Regions from separate parts of the Mus musculus genome. Here region 1 is linked to region 2. The links are chromatin contacts, called in public ChIA-PET maps. All regions are on one chromosome and are shown on one strand. The core of a region is the stretch at or near the end of the contact, and the rest is flanking DNA. Distances in the headings are between cores, read along the strand shown.

Evidence for each region. ChIA-PET counts read pairs in DNA pulled down with a chosen protein or histone mark.
Region 1: an RNA polymerase II ChIA-PET map of memory CD8 T cells shows a contact between it and region 2, with 11 read pairs. The contact joins the promoter of Rusf1 here to the enhancer-like site in region 2. A contact is called at or near these places in 4 of 39 promoter capture datasets (the 3T3-L1 cell line, embryonic stem cells, hippocampal neurons and 1 more), 2 of 115 datasets of contacts at active chromatin or transcription factors (the SCID.adh cell line and memory CD8 T cells) and 2 of 9 other capture datasets (liver and pancreatic islet).

Annotation. Positions count from the first base shown.
Region 1 is chr7:128,296,106-128,301,314 of GRCm38.p6, forward strand. It overlaps Rusf1 (RUS family member 1), which reads right to left and starts at 2,026. Exons shown (of 13, transcript NM_145590.2): 1 at 1,685-2,026; 2 at 1,357-1,471. The coding sequence starts at 1,978.
Region 2 is chr7:128,116,928-128,122,094 of GRCm38.p6, forward strand. It overlaps Itgam (integrin alpha M), which reads left to right. Exons shown (of 30, transcript NM_001082960.1): 30 at 379-1,564. The coding sequence ends at 450. Among named protein-coding and RNA genes, the nearest start is that of Itgax, 10 kb to the right of the region's middle. Within about 2 kb of position 3,069, at least 31 of the 459 cell types and tissues checked have an H3K27ac peak or open chromatin away from gene starts, as enhancers often do. A contact at or near this core is called in memory CD8 T cells, where this site is marked.

The DNA of each region.
Region 1 (5,209 bases), core at 776-3,275, 180 kb after region 2:
ACACTGGTAACAGGTTCTCGAGTGCGGGTACTTTCATATCTTGAAGTGGCCTCAGCTTTTCTTAAAAACCTGTTAGACAGATTAGCATCATGCTGGTGATAAGAATGGGATGTTTAGAAATGACACTTAAGAAACCCAATTACTGACCCAGTTTTGAATTGGCTAAAGGAGAGCAATGGAAAAGATCTCATTAAACACAGTGTGATGCCGTGAAAAGGACTAACTCTCCTAGGCTCAGATCCAGGCCCTATAACTCAGCAGGTGTGTAACCGTGGGTACCTCTGTTTCCCCAGCTATAGTGTGGGGATAACAACACTACCTGTCACACAGCCACCAAGAGGTCTAATCAGCAACACAAAGAATGGCATATAATAAACACTGTCAGCATCTATGTGTTGTGGTGGCGGTGGTGGTGGTAGTGGTGGAGGTTGGCATCCTTAAAAGATGAGACACTGTGGCCAAGAAGCCCTCGGTCACCTCTGCTCTGACATGCCCTTTCAAGGGGTGATACTTAGTTACAATGTGCTGGGTTCTAACAGATGAGCATAAACAGAAGCCTCCTGACCTAGAGTCCAGGGAGGCTTACCCAAGATGTGGTGAGGTCTAGGATAGAACAGGATGTCCTTGCCCCGCCCCTAAGGTTCATTTAAATACCACTGGGGATAACAGGGAAAGACAGAGGCCAGAAGACTGAGCCAAGGACCCTCCTAAACGTGAAACAAGTGTTGAGTTCCCTTTGGTCTGCTTCCCTCACCAGGTGGCAGGCATAATACTAGATTATCTTTGATTTTCTTAGTGACTTTTTTCAGAAGGCTGTATACTCTCAGCACACGGTTACTATAATCTTACTGCAGCACAGTCAGGTACCCCAGAGGGGTCAGAGTGCATTTTAGCATTTCCTTAACTACCAATTTAGGACCAGCCACATGCCCCTTTGCCCACTGGAAGTACCCAACTTTCACCATCCCGGGAAGCTGGCGGGTTTTTTTTACGTAATAAACTGCATGTCTATGCAATCCTGCATAAAGTAAGATTAAAGGTAATTTAAGGAGGATCCCGGATGATTTCGGGATTCTGAAGTTTGCATGGGTAACAAGGTGAGCCACTTAGGCTGATTCACTGATGAGGGCATTCCAGCTGTGGGCAAAGATTCACAGCTTCTGTGTACTAATCAGGCTGCAGACCATAAATGTGTATATGCGCACGCGCACAAACACACACACGCACACGAGAACCACTGTTAGAGGTCAGAACAGTTCAAAACAGCAAGGCTAGGGTTTGCAGTAAAGGAAAAAGAGGCCAGAGACAGGAAGCAGGGATGAGATCAACAGGTAAGGCTCCCAGGTTCCAGCTCACCTTTCACGAGCCAGGTGGACGTGGCAGCTGAAACGGAGGCTTTTGCGTTGCCTACCCCTAAGCCCTGCAATACTGCTTGGGTGGCTAGAGAGCCGGAGAGGCTGGAAGCAAAGGCCTGGAGAGAAAAGAAGTGGAATGAGGAGAGGTGGCAGGAGCACGGAGCCTACTGTGCTATACCAGCTCTCACTGGTTCTGTGGGACCTGGAAAACTGTCAGGACTATGCAATGCACCCTAGCCTTCCAATGTGCACATGCAGATTGCAGGGGCCTATTCCCCGGGTCCCCAGCTATAAACCGCCCCCCCCCCACGGCAATCGGCCAGCCGGACCTGCACGGAATCCCACAGCTGGTATGGCAGGTAATCCGGGCTGACGCTATCTGGGAAGCCCTGAGGCAGCAGCACGGATCTGAGGCCCGAAAGAGCGGTCAGTGCTGCCCAGGGTCCCCCGCCTCCACCCGCGTGCTGCCCAGGTTTCGCTATCGGGGCCCGGGAGAGCCAGCCCCAGCGCCGAGCCCCGTCCCACTGCAGGCTCCCATCGGCGGCAGCGCTGCAGCCGCGCGGGGCTCCGGAGCCGAACTGCTCCGTGCACAGCGGCGCCCGTAGGCTCGCAGCGTCAGCCATCCTCAAGTTCAGCGAGTCGGTCCAACGCGGCAAAAAGCTAGGCGAACTACATTTCCTGTTTGGCTACGGTGGCCACAGAAGGACACTAATCTTTTATTCTCTTGGAACTCCGATTATTGTGTGTCCTGCCTTCCTGGGGCACACCCCAGGACTGCACCTGACCTACCTATCGTTCTTTGGACCCTAGGAGCAATATAGGGGCCGTTGACTCTGAACTCCAATCGGAAGAGGGAGAGATGGCTTCCTGGGGAAATAGTTGTGGTGGAGACTCCACTCAGATCTCAAACTTTTAGCTGTGTAACTGGAGTATCCCTCTCCGTCGCAGTGCTTTTTTTTGTTTGTGAGGCCAAGGACAATAGAGTTTTTGAAATTTTTTAAGTTAGCTTGTGACTTAATGAGCTTCATTATGGCATTTTGATTCATATTTTGCTCCCTTTGTTCCTATTTACCACCCGCCTCCCCCTGTTCTCTTGCCTGACTCCTACTATGTAGACATCCACTTACCCACTCCACCCAGCCCTCCTCACCCCAATGCTGCTTTTATGTCACATGATCTCTATCTTCCTATTTCTTTAAGATCCCTTCTTCCCTCCTCAGGGTCCCATTTCTAATTTCATGACTTATACCCCAGCCCCTCCTCCCACACACACACATACACACATAAAATTCCAAATCTAGGACTTGCATATGAGAGAAAACACGGGGCATCTGTGTTTCTGCAACAGTCTTTAAACTCATTTTCCTGCAAATGTTATTATTTCACTTTTCTTTATGGTTGAATAAAATCTCACTGTAACTCCACATTTTGTGACTCATGTGTCTCCTGAGAGATCCGGACTGACTCCATTTCTTAGCTGTTCCGAATTCTGCAGCAGTAAACACACATGTACAGGTATTTCCGTGGTAGGACATGGCGTCCTTTGGTGTATAGCTATAGGTAGTAGAGCTGTAAGCCTAAGGCAGGTCTGTTCTTTTTTCCTTTTGATTTTCAGAGCAGCTGGAGCAGTTTACATTCTGTAAGGGGCTCTTTGCCAACATTTGTTGTTACTTTGTTACTGGGGAAACCGAGGTTCCCATGGGAACTTAGGCTCCTTAATAAGGGGATTTGGAGGCTTACTAGCTAAATGCTCCCAGTTCTTCCAAGACATCAGCAGTGGGTTCCCAGCATTCATGTTAGGTAGTTCAAACCACACGTAACTCCAACTTGAAGAGGGAGCAGACACCATCATGGATGTGCACCTACACACACACACACACACACACACACACACACAAAGAGAGAGAGTTTGGTTTTTTTTTTAATAAAATAGTTTAGAAAAGGAGTACACAGGAATCTTTTTTTTTTTTAGATTTATTTATTATTATATGTAAGTATACTGTAGCTGTCTTCAGACACACCAGAAGAGGGAGTCAGATCTCGTTAGGGATGGTTGTGAGCCACCATGTGGTTGCTGGGATTTGAACTCAGGACCTTCGGAAGAGCAGTCGGGTGCTCTTACCCACTGAGCCATCTCACCAGCCCAACACAGGAATCTTGAGGACAGTTTATTAGTTTAACAGTACAGGTTAGGTGGAAATCCTGGCAGTTACCAGGAGGAAAGAGGAAGGAAAATCATGCCTTTTAAATTAGGCACTGGGGGCGGGGGAGGGCGGGGGGGCGGGGGGGGAGCTGGAAAGATGGCTCAGTGGTTAAGAGCACCAACTGCTCTTCCAGAGGTCCTGAGTTCAATTCCCAGCAACCACATGGTGGCTCACAACCATCTGTAATGGGATCCCATGCCCTCTTCTGGTGTGTCTGCAGGCAGTGACAGTGCACTTACATAAAACAAATAAGTAAATCTTCAGGAAAAATTTCTATAAATAAATAAATAAATAAATAAGGCACGGGATAGTAGACAGCCGGTTAAGGAAGGGTTACCAAGAGTGGAAGTGGGCTAGAACTGAGGAAGGAACCTAAACAAATCCAGCCAAGCGCCATGTAATGACCTCTACAAACACATAACAGAAATGGTGCCCCTGACGTTGCCCATTCCCACCCCTTGAGAACATGCTCCCCACAGTGGTCTCTCTGGCCACTGTCACCCTCATCCCTTGTTATTATGTGCTAATCTCTATTTTCTACACTACACTCTGTGTGTCTCACCTGAATTCATTTACTAGAGAACACAAGGGCTGGAGCACTGAAGGGAAGCCAGAGCAAGATGCAGTAACAGCATTGTCTTTGCCTTCACTGCGTCTCTGTGTCCTTTGCTGCCTCAATCTTTGCTTCAGACCATTTCAGCCCAACTCTGCATGCAGATATATTAATCACTAAAAACTCTTTTGTCTAGAACAAGAAACTTGCTTGTTTCTCTTCCCTTCCAAGGCCAAAGACTTCAAAATTAAGAGTAACTAAACCAAATAGGGCCACTGGAGTGGTACCAAGAAAACACCAGTCTTTAGGAGGTTGTTTTTAAAATGTCTTTAGCTGTCAGATCTTTGTTGCATGTGGCTATCAGCTCTTTCTTGCATGTGGCTCTGCTCTCCTCTCTATAAAGCCTTTCTTAGCACCTGCCAGTTTTTATTAGCATCAGCCTCTTTGTTTCCTTGGCTTTCTGGCTTTCCAAACAAGCCCTTTCCTTCACCCCAGTACTTGTCCCCAAGTGGTTGGCTTTTTCAAGTAACAAGTAGACAGTTTGGTTCACTCACACCCTGAGAAGTGATTCTCTGCCCTTTGGCTCTCCCCAAATTAGGGTATTATTTCTAAAAGGCCCCTAAGGATGCCTGGGGGTAAGAACATCAAGAGGTTGCAGGACTATGTCAGAAGACGGCATAAGCAGGGGAAGTCCTCGTTTCTTCTCCTGGGAGAGCTCTGTAGAGTTGGGGTCCATGCTAGAGGGTCTCTCTCCCTCTGAGCTCACCCCTTTTTCTTTGGCTCCGTTCCACTTCCCATCAAGTTTAGGGAACTGACCTTAAAGGAGGAATTTACCAAAAGCATCTTTTTTTTCTTTAAATTAGAAATAAAACATGGTTGTTCCTTAGCCTGGAATTCTTGAACACACTCTTGGCACTCTTCCCCCACACCATTTGATTCCAGTTAACAGCTCCGTTCTGTAAACTTCTGATTCCTGAGGACTGCTGACTCCATCACAAACTGTGGCGAGGAGTACTCTTCCAACCCAAGCCACCATATCTGACCCCACACAGAGTCTGTCTAAGGATGAAATAAACTGGCACTTTTAATGAAAATTT
Region 2 (5,167 bases), core at 1,819-4,318:
ACTACACGATCTTGGGTCACGATTTCTTGAGCCTGGATTCCTTTTTTTGTAAAACAATTCTATGAACACCCATTTTCCAAAGAAAATTAGCTTAATACATGCAGAGCAACTAGGATGACTCCTGGTTTACAATGACCACCTTATAAAGAGTGATTCTTCTTCTATTTTATATTGTTCGCCTAACCCCAGCATTGATGCTGTTTCTCTCCCTGCCTGACTTCCCCAGATCCCTCTTATTTTCTGCCCTGTCAATCTTTGTCCTGCGTGGTCATCTTGTCTGTCTGTCTCTCTGTGTGTCTCTGTCTCCCCCACCCCTCTCCTTTTTGTTTCGTCTGATCTTGACCTGCAACCATGGATTCTGTGTCTTTATCCTGACAGCTTGGCTTTTTCAAGCGGCAGTACAAGGACATGATGAATGAAGCTGCCCCCCAAGACGCCCCACCTCAGTAACGGCCTTTTCTCCATGCATTGACCTCCCCAGCAACAAGCAGGTCTAGATGGTCAGACCAACACCGAAGCTGATGGACACATATGTTGTTGCTGTGATGTCTTATACAAAAATGGAATGTGTGTGTGTGTGTGTGTGTGAGAGAGAGAGAGAGAGAGAAAGAGAGAGAGAGAAAGAGAGAGGGAGAGGGAGAGAGAGAGAGAGAGAGAGAGAGAAGAAAAGAGGAAGCAAGCTCTGTGTGTGGCTCACACATTTCTTGCCTGTGACCAATGCCTTAAATGCATCCTCTTGGAAGGAAAGGCATCTCTTGGGTTTCCTAGTGTGTTAGGGAAGCTGCTAATGGGTCCTTCTCTGGGCAAGGCTGTGGGACCCTTGTGGGTAAGCATAGCTAAATGCTGTGCTGTCCTCTCTGAAGGAAGTAATATTTCCTTGTTTGTGTGAGCTGCAGACTTGCAAGGGTTTAGGTGCTGAGAATACAAGAGAAGTTGGAATAGAGAACTGGAAAGCCAGCAGAGATGTTCAGTGAAAAATGAGACGCCTCCTACCATCTAGTCATTTATTATTTTAACATTAATTTAAATAATTGAATCGATTAACCCGTCAAAGTACAAAAACCAAAAGATACTCAAGAATGGTAAAAGGCAGGGGGTGGGGAGGATGCAGCTCACAGCACAGTGCTCACCTGGAATATGCAAGGCCTTGGGCTCAGCATGCGACAGTGAAAACCAAGGCAAAGAAAAAACAAACCAAACCAAAAATGTAAGTGGAAAGACTCCCTTCCTAGCTGTTGGGGGTCTCTCCTTAGGGATATTAAAGGGTATATGTTTAGAATCTATTCCACAAAGATTGTAGGTACCTATATACACACACACACACACACACACATATACACACACTGCTTTAAACAAGTGGTAACACATTTTTTTACTATTATGAATGTTGTCTTTTTATTAATATGCTCAAATAAATTTATATAAGTTATAAAGTAGCTCAGAGAATTACCCTGTGATTGTAATGTATTTAACATTTAATGTAGTCTCCTTTGGATATATAATTTCCAGCCATTTGCTATTATGTACAATGCTGAATTAATAAATTGGGTATATGTAAATTTTACATATGTATAAGAGTAATTTGTTAGATATATTTCTAGAAGTTTTCCTTCTACTTGAAGTGAGCCCCAAATAAAGATTTGATAGGAAGATGAGCTTGGTGGTACACACTTTTAACCCTTTCTACTCAGGGGGCAGAGGCAGCAAGATTGTAAGTTCAAGACCAGCTTGGGCTCAGAGTGACTTCAAGGCCAGCCCCAGTAACTTATGAAGAGTTTTCTCAACAGAATAAATGAATAAACAAGGACTGGGGATGTAGCCTAGTGGTTTAGCACTTGCTTAGCATGTATGTGGCGCTAGACTTTATCCTCAGCCACCCTCCCGCTGGCTCCCCACCCACCAAATAATGCAAGTGAGAGAAGGCTCCACAACATACCTACAGGTAGAGGGAGTTATCCCGGGGAATAGAAGGCAGCTGTCAACCAACAGGAATGCCCTGTGCCTCTGGAACTGCTGGGAGTCAGTGAGTCATACACACCCGGGAGACAGTGATAATACACACCCGGGAGACAGTGATAATACACACCTGGGAGACAGTGAATCATACACACCTGGGAGACAGTGATACATAAACACCTGGGAGACAGTGAGTCATGAACACCTTGGAGACAGTGAATCATACACACCTGGGAGACAGTGAGTCATGAACACCTGGGAGACAGTGAGTCATGCACACCTGGGAGACAGTGAGTCATACACACCTGGGAGACAGTGAGTCATACACGCCTGGGAGACAGTGAGTCATACACACCTGGGAGACAGTGAATCATACACACCTGGGAGACAGTGAATCATACACACCTGGGAGACAGTGATAATACACACCTGGGAGACAGTGAGTCATGCACACCTGGGAGACAGTGAATCATACACACCTGGGAGACAGTGAATCATACACACCTGGGAGACAGTGATAATATACACCTGGGAGACAGTGATAATGCACACCTGGGAGATAGTGAGTCATACACACCTGGGAGACAGTGATAATGCACACCTGGGAGATAGTGAGTCATACACACCTGGGAGACAGTGATAATTCACACCTGGGAGACAGTGAGTCATCCACACCTGGGAGACAGTGATAATACACACCTGGGAGACAATGATAATACACACCTGGGAGACAGTGAGTCATTCACACCTGGGAGATAGTGAATCATACACACCTGGGAGACAGTGAGTCATTCACACCTGGGAGACAGTGAGTCATACACACCTGGGAGATAGTAAATCATACACACCTGGGAGACAGTGAGTCATACACACCTGGGAGATAGTGATAATACACACCCAGGTATCATCCAGAGCGAAAGGAGCTGTGCTGCATCATTCCCACATGGTTGTCAGGCCCTGTAAAAGCTTGTCGGAATGGCTGATGCGTTGCCAGCACTGGCTAGCAAGCACTTACAGGAAAAGTTTGATGGCTAGTTTCAGATGGCTTCCATCCTCAAGGGGAACCCCAGTATTATCTCTCTCACCTTTGTGAATGTGGTAACCACATCCTCACCCTTGAAAGCATCTTGTCAAATTTCACATTAGTCTGGCTAAGTAAGTGGCTGCCACTTCATGTTTATTAATGCTGAAATTTCATTTATGGGAGAAACTGAGTTTCTTCCTGCCCCATCCCCCTAAGTAGTCGCAACTTTAGATGCAAGTCATCTTGTCCAACTTGGCTGACCTTTATTTTGTATAAAAGAAAAATGTGAATTTCATAATGTTCATTGAGATGCAAGAAGATAGTCATGGGCTGGGTACTTGTTCCACATGTTCCAGATGTGGCAGGAAGGGAGGGGCTTACTTCTTGGGGAGATGAAGGAAGATGTGGTTGGTGTATAGATTGGGTGTGTCTTCCTAAGTTGACTTGCCAGGTACTAAGAGATGAAAACAATCTTACTATGTCGCCCTAAGGTGATTGGGAAGGTCCTGGTGCCCCTTTAATACCATATATTTTATATTTTTCCTTTCTAAGCTTTCTACGCTTGTTTAAAATGCTCTTCATGTGACTTAACCATTGAGAACAAAGTCTCTGCTGGGCTTTTTTGAGACTTCCTTTGTTAATGCAATTAATATAAAACCTTTTACCTTAGCCTCAGGTAGACTCTTCAGACAAAGGCAAAAGACAGCCACATTCTTCACCAAAATAATGCAAAAACTGTCTCTAGGCCACATTCTGAAATTCTGCTCCACTAAACTCTCTTGGGTCAGGTCTGCACAGTTCAAATTACAATCAGCCACAAAGTTTTCCATAATCCTACTAGGATGGCCCAGTAAGCCCCACTTAAAGCTTTCCACTGGGATAACTCTCAGCACATAAGTGAAGAGCTTGTATAATAAGAATATTAAAACAACAGCAAAAGAAGGAAGGTTCTTCCATGCTCACAGATTGGTAATGTGAAAATGGCCATCCTACTGAAAGCAATCTACAGATTCAATACAATCCCCATCGAAAGTCTAACATAATTCTTCACAGAAATTGAAAGGACAATTTTCAGATTCATATAGAAATTCAAAACCCCCAGAATAGCTAAAACACCCCTGAGTAATAAAAGAACTGCTGGATATCACCATTCCTGATATCAAGTTGGACTACAGAGTTTATAGTAATCAAAACAGCATGTGGTATTGTCACAAAAAACAGACACATTGGTAAATGGAATTGAAGAACCAGATGTAAGTCCCTGTATCTGTGGCCTCCTTGTTTGTTTGTTTATTTATGTATTTATTTATTTATTTATTTAAACAAAGAAGCCAAAATTGGAGAAAAGAAAGCATCTTTAACAAATGGTACTGCTCAAATGGGGTTGCTGTGCAGAAAAATGCTTCGCACTGGAGCAGAGGCAGCCACCTTCTTGTGTCTCTCTCCAAAAAAATCTCTGTGTGAGGTTTGCTGTGTGTTATGACTTTGTGGTATTCCTTCTCTTATGACTGCCAGGGTACCTTTTCCTACAGAACTGTAACACTTCCACTAGGGAAGCCTTCCCCTCAGAGCTGTAACATCTACAGGCAATAAATATGCAGAGAGTGAGGAACTTGGGAGTAGTCAGTCTCAATAGGGCGTTTTCACCAAACTGTCCCCTCAGGGATCCATGCAGAAGAGGAGGTGGACAGACTGTAGGCCAGAGGTGATGTAAGGAGGAGCTGGAGAACAGGCTGAAAGGCTGCCAAATGCCATTCTCTGCGTGGGATAAACCGTTGCAATTGCTAACTCACAGCAATGGCAGTCGCCTTCATGGGGTCCACGCAAGACTGGCCCTATCTGCAATCAGTCACAGAAGGGGAAGGGACTCATGGGACTCTACCACTGACCTCTGAGCTCTGCCATAGGTTTGGGCTGCTTTCAATCTGGTCGCAGAAGCTTGTTTTTGTTTTTCCATGGGTGGTGGTTAGTGAGAAACTCTTACTGGTGGTCATGGTGCTAAGAATAAATGCTGTTGTGTACTTAGTCTTAAAGAGGTCACTTAGTCATTCGCCCACTCCAACCATAAAGCTCAAGAAACATTTTCAGAAGGGGGAACAAAAAGTGTAGGTACTGGAGGGTGGGGAAGAGTGTGCAAAATGCTGTCTTCTGAACATGACATAGCTCTCTCTCTTATGAAGTCATAGC